3 separate regions of the Mus musculus genome follow, and regions 1 and 2 are each linked to region 3. Evidence: chromatin contacts called from public promoter capture Hi-C data. All regions are on one chromosome and are shown on one strand. The core of a region is the stretch at or near the end of the contact, and the rest is flanking DNA. Distances in the headings are between cores, read along the strand shown. Region 1 overlaps Gm52718 (a long non-coding RNA gene). Region 2 overlaps Gm12436 (a long non-coding RNA gene). Region 3 holds the start of Baat (bile acid-Coenzyme A: amino acid N-acyltransferase).

Region 1 (2,700 bases), core at 40-2,539, 730 kb before region 3:
CTAATTGGATCTAAAACTCACTTAACAAGAAGGAAATCATGCCTGATACTGGAACCTAGCCAACCACTCAGGGCTGGTGAAAGCACAGATACTTGAAGAGAACACACAACCAGGACTTTGTTAAACCAACATCTCCCTAACTATACTCTACATATTTGACCACAGGTAACTACAGTCTTCATCCCTCACCAAGGATACTTATTATTGCAAGAGGCAGAAACATTATAGAAAATTACTGTCAATCAAAATTCAGAGTCATGGAAACTGGTCCCAATGAGTACACCTACAAAATGATTCCCACATCTAACACTCAGGGTTCACTGAAGAAGGGGATTGTAAGAAACAAAGGATGAGAAAGCTTGCTGTGAGATTGTGTCTTCTAGCAATGTCCCCTAAAGCTTCACCAACATGACTGCCTAGACATGAGCTGAATGAGAACAACAATAATGGACATGCCAAAATGGACAGGGGTGGGGGGAAACCATGAGACCTCAATTCCATACAAAGAACTACAGTGGGAGAGATAGTCTTCCCCAGAGAAGAGCACACCAGGTGGTTAAGCAATACCAAATAGTCGTGTCTGAAAACATACATACAGGTATCATTCGTGATACAGTCTGATCAGGAAGTATTTATGCATACAAGAGTACCACCCCCTCCTCCCCCACGTAACAATAATTAATGAAAAAAAAACACCCCATGAGTTTGAAAAAAGAGAGGAAGGGTGTATGGGAGGGTTTGGAGGGGCAAAAGGGAATGGAGAAGTGATGTTATGATGTCTCAAAACCAAACAAAGCCTCAAGCCAAAAAACAAATAATAGCTCTTCATGTTTTCTCTTCTGGTACTCCAAGTCCCAAGGGGTCTTGAAAGCCTCCTTCATCTGGCCGGCAGGGGGCGGTAGAGACCATAAAGCCTCTGGTTAAATCTTGGGACAATCTTAACCTTGGAATCCAAATCAGATCAGATCCTTTGCCCTCTGATTCTGGTCTTTAGGAAAGAAAAGAAGTAGAAATCCCAGTAGTATGCATCGTAAGCCCAACCATGACAAGAATAACTTGTGTTTGCATAAGATCCCAAATAGGTGGATTGTATTATGCAGGAAACTTTTCACGGTTGGCTGGTGTTAGCGGTTTCATTAACCTCATGAAGACATTAATATCATTTGGAAAACAGAAGGAGAATGCCTCCAACTCCTCCATTAGACCCAATTAGCAGAGCGTTGCCACACAAAAGAGGTCGGCGTGCATCTGTCTGTGCTCCTGCTAGCAGCCGCTGTCGGCCCCATTAGATTGCTACTCACTGGAGCCATTAAAGCAGCCTCATTTGTGGTAGGAAGCGATCACTCCCAAAATAGGTTGCTTTCAAGAAATGGGTATTGGTAAGTGATAATGATGACAAATTAACACGAGATGATAAAATAAATGCACATGCAGATTGGACCAAATGTTGACTGACAGGACGGGGTGATGTATCTTTCTTGCTTTATTTACTCATTCTTGGTTATGTGCAGCAGCCTCTGAAACCTTTATTATTTAAATTTTTATTTCTTTGGGTCTGCTTCCATTTGCCATTGCAAGCCTTTGCAAAACCCTTGCTTTCTGCTTCTCCTCAATGGTCCCAGTGATGTGGTGTCTCAGATGCACTGAGCAGGCACAGCCGTTTTCTACACAGCCTATTCATTGGCCTTCTTGTTCTCAGATCCCTATGACAGGGCCAGTTGGTTGCTCCCACTAACCAGCACTGCTCTGTTCTATGACTACTGCCTCTGCAGATTATTGCTCTGTGGCCTCTCCAGCTTCAGAAGCACCATACTTATATAAAAAAAGATTTATTTCTAATTGTGTATATGTCTGTGTCCGTGTGTGAATATGTGCATGTGAGTTCAGGTGCCCAAGGGAGTTAGAAGAGAGTGCTAGATCTCCTACAGTCGGGGTTATAGGAAGTTGTGAGTTTCTTGTCATGGGTGCTGGGAATCAGACTTGACTCCTTTGAAGAGCAGTATGTGGTTTTAATTCTCCAGCCACCTCTTTCGAGCTGGCACCATACTTTGGATGTGTTAGGTTTAAGCATGCATATGGGAAACCCTTTAAAGATAACATCCTGTTACACACACAGTCCTGTATTAAGAAGTTGCCAGACTCCTTAAGAGAACAATTATCTTCTGTCACATCTCGCCAGTTTTTTTCCGTCTTCACAATGAAGTTGGACTCCTCCTTCTCCAGGAAGATTTTCCTCATCTACTAGATTGCTCTGAGTACCTGCCACACCAGCTCTTCTTAACCTGTGGGTCGAGACGCCTTTGGGGGTTAAATAACCCTTTCACAAGGGTCGCATATCAGATATTTACATTATGATTTATAACAGGAGCAAAATGACAGTTATGAAGTAGCCACAAAAATAATTTTATAGTTGGGGGTCCCCACACCATGAGGAGCTGTACTAAGGAGTCACAGCAGTAGGGAGGTTGGGGGTCACTGCGCCCCACATCTTTGTGTTTGGAAGCACAAAGCCTCTGCTTTGGCACTGCAGTCCTACCTCGACAGTTCTTTAATGTTCCCTGCTCAGGTCTGTCTGGTCTGTACCTTTTTTGACAGTATATCTCAAGTGCCTCGTATACTTATACCCCTGGGTTTGTGGTCTTGTTTTGATCTGTAAATCAGGTTGAGACCAGTACTTTCCTCTTTCTGCTTGCTCTAGTA
Region 2 (2,700 bases), core at 13-2,512, 600 kb before region 3:
AACACCTGGGACTTATTTTTATTTCTCCAACCATGAAACCTCAGACTTGATTTTCTAAATCACCCCCTGTATGTCCATTATTATTGCTGCAATTCTCTCTGATCCCATTCAAATTAGTTTTGAAGGTTGTTCACAAAGTTATAGGAATGATTTCCTTTTGCAAACTATAGAAGGAAACAGTTTCTGAGCCATATGGTAGACAAGGGACATTATTAATGCTATTTTACACAAACTCATAAATATAATCTCCACCACACCAGTATGCAGTTGCACCCATGTGCAAGTCCTCGGAAGTTCCTATTGCTAGCAATGTTGCACAGAGAGAAAGATGTTATTAAAATCCACAAGTCCAGCTTCCCCATAGGGAACATAACTTTTAATTTGGCAGTCATAAAAGCCATCAAGTAGAACCATAACCACCATTTTAAAGAAAGAGGAAGTGAGGCAAAGAAAGTTAATGGGATTTCACTGAAGTTATATTAATGCAGTGATACATCTTAACATTAGGAGCAACTTATTCATTTTCAGTAAAAAGTAAATTTCTTTCATGGGAAGTGATTAGCTGTACTATTGATTACCAATCAGGCTTAATTTTCTTCAAGCATTCATCTTCTTCCCAGCATCCACTTTTCTCTTTGTCAGATGATGCTCAGTTAATCCAAGTGAGTTTTGATGCTTGGTGGCTAGATGATAGTTTATGATGTGCACCTTGAGACCTTTGGCATTTATAGTCTGGGCTTCAGAGACAGAGCTGCATGAAGTCATGTTCAAATCTGGTGCAGAGTCAACCAAGAGGCCTCTATGTGTCTTGGTCTCTGTGAAGTATCTTCTCAAATATTAATCAATGTAACACACACAACAATCTTATGAGGAGAGATTATTGATTGCACCTTGACAGTTGAAGGTAACAACTAACCTTGATAATAAAATATGTTATCATCTCATGCAGCATTCATTCTCTGAGTGCAGTGACAAGCTGTGGCCTCTCACTCAAGAGACAAGCAATTGTTGGAAGGCTAGGGAATGTCACAAGTTTATCTTATAGCAAGCAAGAGAATGTAGGAAAAAGATGCGGGAAAAGATGGCAGACTGAGCAAGAGCATTATATTTTGCTCTTTTTAATAGGGTAACTATCAGGAAGTTCAAGGCCATTGCCTTGAAAATGAGCCAGCACCGTGCATGGCATGAAACAGGGTTTCATTTTAGAGCCCTAGTTTATTTTCAAGCTTACCACATGAGTTTTTTTCCTACCATCTCACTTGGATTCTAGCAGGCTAATAAGATCAATATTTATTCTTGCATAATAGGAGATCCAAAGGTCAATTTAAGCCAAGCAACACAGTTCAATAATTATGTCTGTTATAAGAGTGGTGAATTTAATTTTTGTTCAGAGTAGAGCCTTCTCTCCCTACTCAAGTCTGCCTCTGCATGGCAGCCACCTTGCAAGTGGAGAAGAGACTAGAAGCTGTGGGATTTAGTTCTCTCTGTCCTGCATGCTTACTCCTCTTCTGGTTTGCTAGTTTTAGTTTTTGAGCACTGAAATGAGGCCCCCAGGAGGGAAATGAGGCAGGGGAAACATTACAGTTCTTACATAACAGGCACTGTTCAAGATCTATCAGAACTCTGTAGGCAAAGGTCAGGCCCAGAGCTGACTTTTCCCTCAAAACACCTTGATGGATCCTTTGAAAATTTATGTTTCCCCTTTGAAAAAAATTTCAGGAGGGCAAAGGCTTCTCTAGTGGGGCCAGTAAGCTTATGTGACACACAGTGAGGACATCTAGGTTCTTATACAAGCTGCTTTACTTTGAAGGTAACTACAATGAGTATTTTGTGAAGAAAGAACCTTAATACAAAGATTCTAGACTAGCCTTTCAGAAACAACTCTCAGACAAATAGTGCATCAACCCACCAGGACAGATGGTGCCCCTGAGGCCACTTCTGAAGATGTGTCAGAATTAAGACCCTACTTTTGTCTCTGCAACTCCTTCCATGGATATTTTATTCCACATTCTAGGAAGGAATGAAGTATCCACATGTTGGTATTCCTTCTTGATTTTCTTGTGTTTTGGAAGTTGTATCTTGGGTATTCTAGGTTTCTGGGCTAATATCCTCTTATCAGTGAGTGCATATCAAGGGACTTCTTTTGTGATTGGGTTACCTCATTCAGGATGATATCCTCCAGATACATCCATTTGCCCAAGAATTTCATAAATTCATTGTTTTTAATAGCTGAGTAGTACTCTATTGTGTAAATGTACCACAATTTCTGTATCCATTCCTCTGTTGAGGGACATCTGGGTTCTTTCCAGCTTCTGGCTATTATAAATAGGGCTGCTATGAACAGAGTGAAGCATGTGTCCTTATTACCTAAGACGAAAGTTTGGACCATCCAGAGACTGCCCCACCCAGGGGTCCATCCCATAATCAGCCACCAAACGCAGACAACTATTGCATACACCAGCAAGATTTTGCTGAAGGGACCCTGATATAGCTGTCTCCTGTGAGGCTTTGCCAGTGCCTGACAAATACAGAAGTGGATGCTCACAGTCATCTATAGGATGGAACACAGGGCCTCCAATATAGGAGCTAGAGAAAGTACCTAAGAGCTGAAGGGCTCTGCAACCCTATAGGTGGAACAACAATATGAACTAACCAGTACCCCTAGAGCTAGTATCTCTAGCTGCATATGTAGCAGAAGAT
Region 3 (2,700 bases), core at 157-2,656:
AACTAGGGCCTGAGGGGCTGGAGAGGTGGCTCAGCAGTTAAGAGCACTGACTGCTCTTCTAAAGGTCCTGAGTTTGAATCCCAGCAACCACATGGTGGCTCACAACCATCTGTAATGTGATCTGATGCCCACTTCTGGTATGACTGAAGACAGCTACAGTGTACTTATTTATAATAATAAATAAATCTTAAAAAAAATACTAGGGCTGAATTTCCCCTCAATTCACTGAAAACCACCATGCTACAGTCACAAGAAGTATAACAAATATGGGGACAAACCCAGCAGAAATCCCAGCTCTTATTATAATCAAACTCTTAACACAGAGAGCAAATTTTAATGTAGCCAGAGAAAAGTAAACATTGCAGAGGAAAAGAACAAACATAAAATGACAGTTGGCCCTACCAAAAAGACATTAAACAAAGCAGGAGACAATAACCCCTCAATCACAGTGCTCAAAAGAAAGAGAAAAACAAGTAAATAAAACAAAATGCTCACAATTCCTTACCTATGAAATATACACATCAAACCTGAAGGCTATAGAAAGTAAATCCCAGCCAGGCGCGGTGGCGCACGCCTTTAATCCCAGCACTTGGGAGGCAGAGGCAGCCTGGTCTCGAAAAACCAAAGAAAGAAAGAAAGAAAGAGAGAGAGAGAGAGAGAGAGAGAGAGAGAGAGAGAGAGAGAGAGAGAGAAAGAAAGAAAGAAAGAAAGAAAGAAAGAAAGAAAGAAAGAAAGAAAGAAAGAAAGAAAGAAAGTCCCATGGGGGAATGGAAATGGGGAAAATACATTTTCAGTAAATACTACTTCAAGAAATGAAGAGCAATAACACATTTATTATCTGGGTAAATATAAAGGCCCTTTTCAAAATTTAATCACTTACATAGATACATATGTGAACTTAGGAAAAGTTAAAACTCTATATAGCCTGTTCAAAATAAAAGTTTTATGAGGTTTATCTATGAAATATGACAAATAGAGGAAAATCTGGTAAACATAGGATTCTTATATCACTGTTTTTCAAGTGATGTAAGATTTTCTGCGGGTAGATAATGATAACTTCATGTACTTATCAAGAGTTCGCTGAGCTAAGAGATAATAGATAAGAGAGCTACCAGGCGTCAGAGCAATTCATTAAAGGATAAGCTGCATAGGAAAGGCAGAGGTAGTAATCACTTACAGTAGTTTTACAGCAACCCTCAGGAACGTGGTGTGCTCTAGAGAAGGAGGCCCTGTCGGTCAGCACAGATGCCCAGGACTTCTCAGAGACTCTCAAACCAAGGCTCTGACAACACTGTAGATAATGGAAGAGTTTTTAAAAATGCAGACTATTCGGTCAGAGCTGAGGAAAATATCTTAGTATTTCCCTCCTCAACCAGATATAAGTAGGCTGAACCCAGAGAAGAGACTAAGACCTTGGAACTTGGACTTTGAATAAATGCCTGAGATAAAGATCTAAAAATGAAAGCATCGGGCTTCTAGTGTGGAAAGGCCCTAACAAACTCTGGTCTTTGACAGCAACAGTCCTCTGAAACCACGTCCTTTGCTGGAATGTGGCAGAGAGCTCCTGTGTACCCAGAACTAGGGAGACTGAGGCAGGAGGGAAGTTAAAGCCAGCCTGGGCTACATAGGGAGACTGTCTCAGAAAAACAAGAGTAAAACAACAACAAAAAAGAGGCTGTCTCTGTGACACAGTGTGTGTTATTTCACATGGAAATCTCCAAGGCAAGGGAATAGAATCATCTGGGATTCACTCCTGCACATGTTTGTTCTCAATACTGGAACAGAGCTGGGGACACCAAGGATATGGGAGCCTCCTTGTGGTCTTTCTAGATGATCCAGATTGGGTTTTTCACGTCACAGCTGGAAGGGCAAAAGTTAAGACAGCTGAAATCTATAGTCTTAGCCATTTTATATTTGTGAAGAAGGCATATGGCCCTGTTAGAATTCAAATGAGGAGAAGGAAGCAGAGATTTTTTGATAGTGAGTTAAATAGCAGCAATAAGGGAAAGGGAAGAGGGTATGCTATGTATACGCATGCACTATTCTGTTTATATTTGTACTGCCATCTGCAATCTTTTGGGAATAAAGTCTGCCACAGCAGGAGTAGGAAAAAAAGGGAGCAAATAAATCCGATGAGTGGAAAACAGATACCCTGATGGGAAATTTCAACATAATTATATTTGATTGCATTATGGGGCTGAAGAGACAGCTCTGTGGTCAGGAACACTGGCAGTACTTCCATGGGGAAGAATATTCCTAGCACTCACACGGTGACTCATAACTGTCCGTAACTCCAGGTCCAGATAATCTGATGCTCTTTTCTGACTTTTGAAGCATGAGGCACATAGGTGGTTCATGAATGTACATGCAAGCAAAACACCCACATACATAAAATAAAAACAAAATGAGAAAAAAATAGAGGAATTGTTGAAGAGAGGTATGATGGCTTTTCCTTGTTGTCAACTTGACTACATCTGGAATGTATGAAGGACAGTTATATCATGTTAGAGGTAAGTATGACCTGGTTAAATATATGTGTTGTGAATGTGTGTGGGGTAGTTACATTATGTTTAGGTCTAATTGTGATCTGGTTACAGTTATCATTTTGAAATTAATCATGACCTAAGAAAATATGATTGTGTGCCAAGTTGACAAGAGGTATACTTGTGGTGGCTATTCTTGTTAACTTGATTATATTTG

Evidence for each region. Promoter capture Hi-C pulls out the DNA fragments that hold promoters and counts their contacts.
Region 1: a promoter capture Hi-C map of hippocampal neurons shows a contact between it and region 3, with 6 times the contacts expected there. The contact joins the enhancer-like site here to the promoter of Baat in region 3. A contact is called at or near these places in 8 of 39 promoter capture datasets (the C10 cell line, cranial neural crest, hippocampal neurons and 3 more), 10 of 484 Hi-C or Micro-C datasets (the 63-12 cell line, B cells, the HL-1 cell line and 3 more), 1 of 115 datasets of contacts at active chromatin or transcription factors (embryonic stem cells) and 1 of 9 other capture datasets (embryonic stem cells).
Region 2: a contact with region 3 is called in a promoter capture Hi-C map of liver, with 2.8 times the contacts expected there. The contact joins the enhancer-like site here to the promoter of Baat in region 3. A contact is called at or near these places in 5 of 39 promoter capture datasets (cranial neural crest, hippocampal neurons, liver and 1 more).

The regions. Positions count from the first base shown.
Region 1 is chr4:48,778,497-48,781,196 of GRCm38.p6, forward strand. The region is part of intron 1 of Gm52718 (a long non-coding RNA gene); the gene reads left to right. Among named protein-coding and RNA genes, the nearest start is that of Gm52718, 4.7 kb to the left of the region's middle. Within about 2 kb of position 1,290, at least 22 of the 459 cell types and tissues checked have an H3K27ac peak or open chromatin away from gene starts, as enhancers often do. A contact at or near this core is called in hippocampal neurons, where this site is marked.
Region 2 is chr4:48,908,114-48,910,813 of GRCm38.p6, forward strand. All of the region lies in intron 1 of Gm12436 (a long non-coding RNA gene), which reads left to right. Among named protein-coding and RNA genes, the nearest start is that of Gm12436, 11 kb to the left of the region's middle. Within about 2 kb of position 1,263, at least 3 of the 459 cell types and tissues checked have an H3K27ac peak or open chromatin away from gene starts, as enhancers often do. A contact at or near this core is called in liver, where this site is marked.
Region 3 is chr4:49,505,152-49,507,851 of GRCm38.p6, forward strand. Baat (bile acid-Coenzyme A: amino acid N-acyltransferase) reads right to left here and starts at 1,407. Exons shown (of 4, transcript NM_007519.3): 1 at 1,178-1,407.